Regions from separate parts of the Zea mays genome. Here all the other regions are linked to region 3. A link is a contact called in public Hi-C data. All regions are on one chromosome and are shown on one strand. The core of a region is the stretch at or near the end of the contact, and the rest is flanking DNA. Distances in the headings are between cores, read along the strand shown.

Region 1 (2,700 bases), core at 162-2,661, 170 kb before region 3:
CGTAGAGCCTCAATCCAATCCACTTCGCATCCTATGAACTACAAAGCACAAACGCTTGAGAAACATTAGTCCACAAGGTTATGTTGATCATCAAACACCAAAATCACTTGAGAAACATATATATACCCCACCAGTTTTAACTTTGCAAAACCCAACCAACCAAATCACATATGTATCCATAATCGTCCTTCCTCCATCATCCCTGATCCTCCTCCTCCCGTGACCACGCCTCCTCTCCCCCTCATTCGCGTCGTCGCCGCTGGCCCCTCCCTCGCGTCGCCGCCGCCGTTGGCCCCTCCCCTCCCAAGACCGTAGTGTTAGCATGGGCAAAGCCAACTAGTTTGTTTTTAAAATTGTGAAATTCCTTATTATAGTTTCTTTAACCATCCTTGGGCTCAAATCATTTGTATGCATTGGCTCATTGGTCAACAAACTCAAATCTGAGCAGTTTTTTTTATAAACACGATGTAGATATGTCTATAGGACTAGGCGTGAAGATTCTATGATTAATAAAGTGAACTCTCCATAAACGTCTTATTGTTCATTGGTACATGACAACAAACATGGGGTATGATCACCTCCGTTAACTATTTAAACTACTTGATTCTTCAATCTCGATAGAATTTAATTGGGAAAGCTAAATAACTGAACGCCTTAGAGAAAAAAAATATTTTTTAGATATGATAGATAAGTTCCGGCTTCAGTCCTCTTCAAAAAAAAAACAAAAAAGAGAGAGGCTTCAATCCACAAATGAATAGGAACTTGTGAACTTTGTCTTTAGCCAGAACTAATTTCACTTGTCTCTATTAATACTGTGGTAGTAGTAGGGACCAAGTGCTGTTGATGAGAATCCAAGTAGAACAGGCGGTCAATTCATGGACATGTTCTCCATGCCAAAAACCAATTGCATATGATCTCTTCGTGCATGCAACGCAACGGGCCGGGAGTCAAACGCTTGATCCTAAATAGAAGCGGACACATTGCCAATGCCAAGCTCCCAACGACTCGCCGGCAGTAAAAGCCGTGTACTCGCAGACGACAGCTGCACCGAGCAGCCGGATCCGACCATTTGGTGCCATCTCAAGAATTCCAACGCATCTCGCATGCTGATGAGCGTAAAAAGTTCCCATCTGCGCTTGCTCTAAACGAGTTCGACAAATACGTGACTTTCAGAAAGGCGCCATCAATACAAAAACGCTACTAGCCTACTACTATACCAGCAGAAAAAGAAAAAAAACCTTTTTATCGCGACGAAGAGATGAGGGCCGCTGCATCTGTTCCCAATTCCAAAGCGCTGAACCGGCCGGGTGGCCACTGAGCCGGTTTGGATCTTTCTGGGGAGGAGAGGAGAGGAGAAGATAGGCACCAGCGCTATAAAAGAAGCCTTTTCCTCCTCCTCATTTGGGGCCTGAGTAACCCGCAACCACCGCACATTAGGTACCGAGAGGGCAGGCAAGAACCGAGCAAATCAGGGCAGCAGGTGCCTGCTGCCAAGTCTTGGTCTTGGTCTTGGTGCGCTGTGTAAAGACGACTCAGCGATGGAGGGGTCGACGGCGACCGAGGGTCATGTGGTCGGGATCCCGGTGAGCACAAGGGCTTATGGCATCGAGGAACCCGACTTCTCGGTAGAAGAGACGACGCCCGACCGTGGAGAGTTCCCGAGCTCCTTCCAGTACTACAGCCATGGTGAGAGCCTCGCTCGCTCCGCGCCCTCTTGATTTGTCTGATCGTGTCAAGCTCACCATGCACTGCAAGGTGCGGAAAGGAACCAAGAAAGTCGAAGCATGTCGCTGATCAAGCTATCTTTCACCTTCCAGATGCTGCCAGTTCGACGACGACCGCCGCCGATCGGCCGACGAGCAATCAACAAGCCACTAGGAAGGGAGACAAGATCGTCCGGGGCATCAAAGAACATGGTAAGCAACTCCTTTGATTGAACTTTTGTATTCTGAAAAGAAAAAAAAAAGAAACAGAGCCTCCAAAACCCAAGCAAAAACATGCCTTTAGACTGAACTGAAGCTGATGCTTGCTCCGATTTGTACGCATCGCATCGCGTGCAGTGACCCTGGGACCGAAGCTCTCCGACACGGTGAAGGGGAAGCTCTCGCTGGGCGCGAAGATCCTCCGGGCCGGCGGCAGCGTGGAGAAGCTGTTCCGGCAGTGGTTCTCGGCGGACAAGGACGAGAAGCTGCTGCGGGCGTCGCAGTGCCACCTGTGGACGACGGCGGGGCCCATCGCCGGCGTGCTGTTCGTGTCGACGGCGCGGGTGGCCTTCCGCAGCGACCGGTCGCTGTCGCTGGCGGTGTCCACCCCGCGCGGCGACTGCAGCTTCCGCGCGCCGTACAAGGTGGCCGTCCCGCTGCGGAAGGTCGGGGCGGTGCGGCCCAGCGAGAACAGGCACCGGCCGGAGCAGAGGTACGTGCGGCTCGCCACCACCGACGGCTTCGAGTTCTGGTTCATGGGCTTCGTCAGCTACAACAAGTCGCTGCAGCACCTGGAGCGGGCCGTTGCGTGCGCGCGGCAGGCGCGGTGACGGTGTGCTAGTTCTGGGCCGGCTCTGTATGTGTAGGCTGCAGCTGCAACATGTCGTTGTACATCTGGGCGATCGGTTGCCCTGGTAAGCAGGTTGGTCATAGACTCACAGGCGACCGGTCAGGCATGTGGTCTTTTGGGGTTGGGCAAGAAATTCACCATGAATTT
Region 2 (2,700 bases), core at 77-2,576, 190 kb after region 3:
AAAGAAAATTTGGGCAATGTAAGCATGCACATGCAGTAAAAAATAGGAAAAGATGTCAAATGTATTAGCACGAATAGTCATCATGGAATTTACAAGTCCAATCTCAAATAACTTGACAATTCATATTAGATTAGAGAAATAATTTAATCGTGACTAAATTGGTACTCCATATTTCAAATTGTAAGACATTTTGATTTTTCTAAATACATTGTTTCAACTATATACCTAGCCATATTTAAGTGCATAGCAAAGGTGATGTATCTAGAACAGCCAAAATGTCTTATAGTTTGGAATGGAGGGACTTAGGGACTAGTAATTTAGTCAGAGATCTTTTTGTGTGTGCGTGCACATCCCAACCTGAACTTATGAATCATGCAATGCCCAATGCTGCAAGCAATAATTCATACAAATTGAAAACAGCCGCAAATGTTTGTAGCTATCCAGGTGATAAGAAAATCACAACTATATACACAGTTGAATTTACATTTTAGTTATCTTCAATTAACACTGCAATGCTAACGAGAAAGGATGGAAGCCCTAATCGATGCAAAGACACAAACATAAGAAGACAAACCCAAAATAATACACTTCCAGAGGATCTAATTCTAAACCCTCCGCAATGACCTAATGTAATGCACGTGCTAAGACGTCATAATGCTGTTTCATATCTCTGCTACCTAGCAACAGAAAAATACTAACATAAGAAATCAGAGGAGCGAGAGCGGAATACTGCACAGATCGAACCTTTGATCCCTAGGGAGGTCTGCCCGGATCCGACAGCCGTGAGCGCGTGCTCTATCTGCACAAGCTTTCCCGACGGGCTGCAGAGAAATCAACCAAAAAAATTCACATCAAACCACCGTAACGACGCAAAAATCCCACCGATCTCGATGGGGGAGACGAGTAAGCGAGCGATGTAGCGAGGGGAGCACGAACCTGAAAGTGGTAAGCGAGAAGGAGTATTGGCTGTCACCCATGACCGAGGCGCGGAGTCACCTCGTTGCCTCTTCCGGGTTGGAGTGTCGGCGATTCGTGGCAAGGTTTTTGCTCTAGCGAGGGAGAGAGGTGGCTGAGGAAAAAAAGGGGAAGACAACGACGAGACGGAGCAGGGAAAGAGATGGAGAATCGCAGGAGGAAAGAGAGAGCGGAGTGTTTCTCAAGAAGAAACGTTTTGGGCTGGAGTCCAAGTTGTACTTGGGCTGGCTATCTGAGTTGGTGACCAAATATAGGTTGCACCTGGGCTGGGCCTGACCCACCGCCGCCTCTTCCGCCTTGCACGGTTCCCCCAACTCCCTTCTCCGACGGCCACTGCCCACCGTCACAGCAGAAGCTCCTCCGGTCCTCCCTTCTCTCCGTAGAAACATTTCCCGACGGGTGTTTCCCACGCCGGAATGGACCAGCCGGCACCATAAGCCCAAGATTCGTTTGGTACGCTCTATTTCATCCGTATCTTTACTTCAATACGTATACGGTTATGGTTGAGATAATATTTAAGGGCGTTGAGGGAAGTAGCGGCTCATGTCGTCGGGTTAGGGGAATTGAAGTTCCTGACTGGTTTCCGGTGCGCGTTTTTTTGGTATTTGGCTGGCATCCTGAGTCCGCTGCTGCCCGCCGAACGATGGTCGATCTGATGATTGGGCAGGCAAATACCCAGATCGGTGGCACCGGCGTTTAAGTTGAAGAGGAGCTGGGGTAGATTGGCTTGGTTTCTTCATTAGTACACACTGTTGTGGATGCTTCACCTTGGCATGATTTAATTAATATCTTGAAAGTGTGATTCATACATTGCAGATGAGTTTGTACGATACTGGCTCTACAGTTAGGAGAACACATTTAATCTACCTTCACTAGGTATGATGGTAGGAGAAAATATTTATGATCAATAAACATTCTATGTGTTTGACTATGTTGTCAGGGGACCATTCTTTTGTTGTGCCAGTCTTTTTCCCATTTTATGAGAACTTGTTGCTGAGTGGTTAGTTCATGAATTTTTTGTATTATTATTGCCAATAACTATCTGAATCTAGTTCCATGATGTTTATCTTGGTTTGGTATTTTGTTGTCCGTGAAAAGCTCACTGTAATTCATTTTGTCTATATTACTGAATCTTTCTAACTTAGTATTGTTTTTTATTTTGCCAGCATTCAGTAATGCCTTTGCCTAAATCAGACCTGGGGTCATAACTCTTTAGTAGAGAACCAAGAAGATGCAGGTGAGTTCGCAATTGCTTCATTAGCACGTTGATTGCATATATGTCAGTCCTCCCCTAAATTTTGAATGATCATGTTTCCTTATGCTACTTCATGCATCAGTTATGCCACTATTTAAGATCATATAGCCAACGGTTTGTATTTCATAGGGAGCGATGTCATCTTTTTCCTCTTAGGGCCGTTTGGATCTATTCATTTTGGAGAAATTGGAATTTACTTAATAAAGTAGATTATTTGGCTTGGAATTTGACATTCCACCACTTTCTGAAGCTCAAATATAAGTCTATCTTAAGTTCATGGGGTAGAATATGGGAAATGATTTTATCTCCCACATATTGCTAATAATAATATACAAATATATTTCGACAAAAACTATATTAGCTTAGTTGATCTTTGCCTAAATTTCTATTATTAGAATAGAATTCAATTCCAAGGATCCAAACGAGACGTTAGTTTATTGAGTATGGTGTTGTAGTCAACAAGGAAAATT
Region 3 (2,700 bases), core at 197-2,696:
GGTGACACTTGCTTTAGTTAAACTCAAGCATTGTGTTTTCTGCTTAAAGATCCTCCAATGAAATGTATGAAATTGAACAAACAGCTTTCCTACTCATGAATCTATGATAGCCTTAATGTTGAAATTAGCTGTTAAGTTTTGAAAGTAATTAGCTAGAAGAAGCAGAGAGATTGCCAGTTTTTTCCTTTTTACTATATAATCTATTCTCGTATTGATTTTCTCCCTCTTCATGGATTATTTCAATGAAGAATTACTTTTAAATTTTTTATTATTTTAATTTGAATTTATTGAAATTAAGTGGATGCAGTGAAAAAAAAGTCAAAGTAGACTACTATTTTAATCTACTAATCAATTCTATGTAGATTCAAGGTAATATAATAGAAACGAATCCAGAGTGTTTTAGAAGAAACTACATGTTTGGAGCTCTAGGAGCTGTCTAGAGGTGTTTTGTGCCAAACAGGAAAAAATAAAACAGCTCCACCTAAGGAGCTCCTTAATGTGCGCTGTCACATGTGGTGGATGGAAGATGAAGCTTAAAATAGTAGCTTCTCCCAGCTCTTGCCGTGGTTGGGCCTTTCCTTGTATGGGATTTTGAGTGTTCTAAGGAGTTGCATATGTTAAATCATTTGGCAAAATGGCCACGAAAACAGCTTCCACTCCACGGGTAGAGCTGCTCATGGAGCTGCACTAGTGAAATGGATCTGTGACAAACGGCATCGTACCACCCTTTTATGATTCCATAGAAAGTTTCTACCACCCTTCTACGGACTACGGTTCTAACCAAATCCTTTCATTTAAGACTTTGATTTTTACTTTCTGTAATCCCTTTTTAATTTCTTTAATGATTGATTGTGATTCCGGCTAATCATTTTGGCTGGCTGTTCTTTCATAAATAGTAAGTAAAAACAGGCAGGGGAATAGGAAGCCTTCACGCTAGCTCCTACAGAGTACATCTCTGCTAGCAGGGCGACTGGGCGAGGAGCGCCACAATTCGGCGGCGCGCCGTCATATCCCAGTTCCGTGCGCGCGTAAGAGGCAATCAGACGAACAACTTGAGTAGGCGCGCACGGACGGAATAGCAGTCGTAGAACAGAGAAGGGGGTTGGAACACGAGCGCGTGCTCACCAAGAGTGGCGGGCGTGTCGTGGAAGATGGTGGACGCCTGCACGACAGTAGCACGCACGGTGGTTGCACTTGGGTCGGCGCCGCCGTTCATCGCCACCTCGGCGATCACCTGGTCGGCACCCGAGCCCGAGGTCACGAGAGCCATCAGGGGAGGCTTCCTTTGCAGCAACCGCTTGCTTGGGCGCGAGTGTGACGCGGGGACAAGGGAGCTCGCGTGGAGCGGATCAGTAGTGGACCCTGAGCAGCGAGCAACGGATCGGGTTTTGGGTTGGTGGGGGAGGGCGAGGGCAAGGGCGAGGGCGCGCGAGGCACGGAGGTCGGAGCCTTAGAGGGAGGAGCGTTCTGCGACGCTTCAGAGTTCCAGTGCCTTCTCTCTTTCCCGTTCTAACATTCTTTTGTTGTTGCATGAAAATCTTACAGGAATAGAGAAATTTTACATGAAAATCGTTTTATTTTTAAAAACATAAAAATAGAAAAAATAGCATTCCAAAAAATACCTAAAATGGCTGATATTAATATACGCCAAAGAAAAGAAATGGAAATTAGGGTGATCTAACTCTTTTTTTTTCTATAAAGGATCGTTTAGATCTCTTCATTTTTAAAGAAACTATCATATAGTCCGTGCTAATGATATAATTCAGGGTAGAAATCGACGGTGGGGCGGCACAAGTGGAGGAGGCGGTGGTGTCGCGGGGGGAGGCTGGGGTGCGACGATGTCGCACGGGAGAAGGGATGTTTGATGATCCAAACAATATGTCCTTTAGAATTGAATGAGTAAGAGAGAGTGGATTATTTGGGATCTAAATCATTAATTTTGATGGTGTGTTAAGTATGGGTGCATTTTTTTTGCTGGATTTAGTGGAGGTTATCTGGTATGGAGTGATTTGGTTGGATCAGATTTACAAAGTTTAAACTGGTGGATTATATAGTGGCATCGATTAAAATTTACTTAATAAGCTCTACTCCAAAATGTATTTAGGCGTGTTTGGTATAACTCCGCTCCATTCCAGGTAAGCTCTACCCCAAAAATTTGTGTAGAGCAGCTCTACTCCGAAAAGTCTAATGTTTTCTCATGACGAGTACCAGTGCCTGGTAAATATCTTCAAACTGAATGTCTAGATTGATTTTTGAGGACTTCAGAGCAACAAAAAATGTACTCCAAAAAATTATATAAGTCTCTCAAAACTATATGAAGTTTGTAACTCTGGAGTTAAGACGTTTGGCTGGCTCTGGCCAACTTCACCTTGGAGTTTTACTATGGAGTAGGAGCAGACCCAGGCCTATGGTCATCTAGGCCACAAGCCCACTATCACACCCGGATTTAAGGAAAAAAGCCGGGTGCATCTCATACATGCGCCAAAGAAGACAACATATATAATAACAGAGTGTATATAGATAAATATCACAATATAATCAGAGTACTTTATTACATAGCGGAAGTCTTACAAAATAAGAAATAAATATAGCAGGATCTAAAATCCATCTTTGACGCCAGAAAGCTGACTGTGAGACGCCACCTAGATTAAGTCGAAAGCCTCAGTGTTAGGCGGCTCCTCTTCGACCACCTGTTCTCCT

What was found. A called contact is a pair of places that touch in the nucleus more often than the background predicts.
Region 1: a Hi-C map of root tip shows a contact between it and region 3, with 3 times the contacts expected there. The contact joins the promoter of LOC100272825 here to the promoter of LOC542093 in region 3. A contact is called at or near these places in 3 of 25 Hi-C or Micro-C datasets (ear, root tip and tassel).
Region 2: a contact with region 3 is called in a Hi-C map of ear, with 2.9 times the contacts expected there. The contact joins the promoter of LOC100284000 here to the promoter of LOC542093 in region 3. A contact is called at or near these places in 6 of 25 Hi-C or Micro-C datasets (ear, endosperm, leaf and 1 more) and 1 of 3 datasets of contacts at active chromatin or transcription factors (leaf).

Annotation. Positions count from the first base shown.
Region 1 is chr4:150,926,111-150,928,810 of Zm-B73-REFERENCE-NAM-5.0, reverse strand. LOC100272825 (Putative GEM-like protein 8) reads left to right here and starts at 1,411. Exons shown (of 3, transcript NM_001147278.1): 1 at 1,411-1,686; 2 at 1,818-1,916; 3 at 2,061-2,700. The coding sequence starts at 1,539. The coding sequence ends at 2,533.
Region 2 is chr4:150,562,060-150,564,759 of Zm-B73-REFERENCE-NAM-5.0, reverse strand. LOC100284000 (ubiquitin-conjugating enzyme E2 16) reads left to right here and starts at 1,326. Exons shown (of 7, transcript NM_001156898.2): 1 at 1,326-1,428; 2 at 1,792-1,851; 3 at 2,142-2,212. The coding sequence starts at 2,207. LOC100192809 reads right to left here and starts at 1,165. Exons shown (of 11, transcript NM_001358576.1): 1 at 937-1,165; 2 at 745-821. The coding sequence starts at 977.
Region 3 is chr4:150,753,174-150,755,873 of Zm-B73-REFERENCE-NAM-5.0, reverse strand. It overlaps LOC542093 (nitrilase 2), which reads right to left and starts at 1,446. Exons shown (of 5, transcript NM_001111726.2): 1 at 1,126-1,446. The coding sequence starts at 1,270.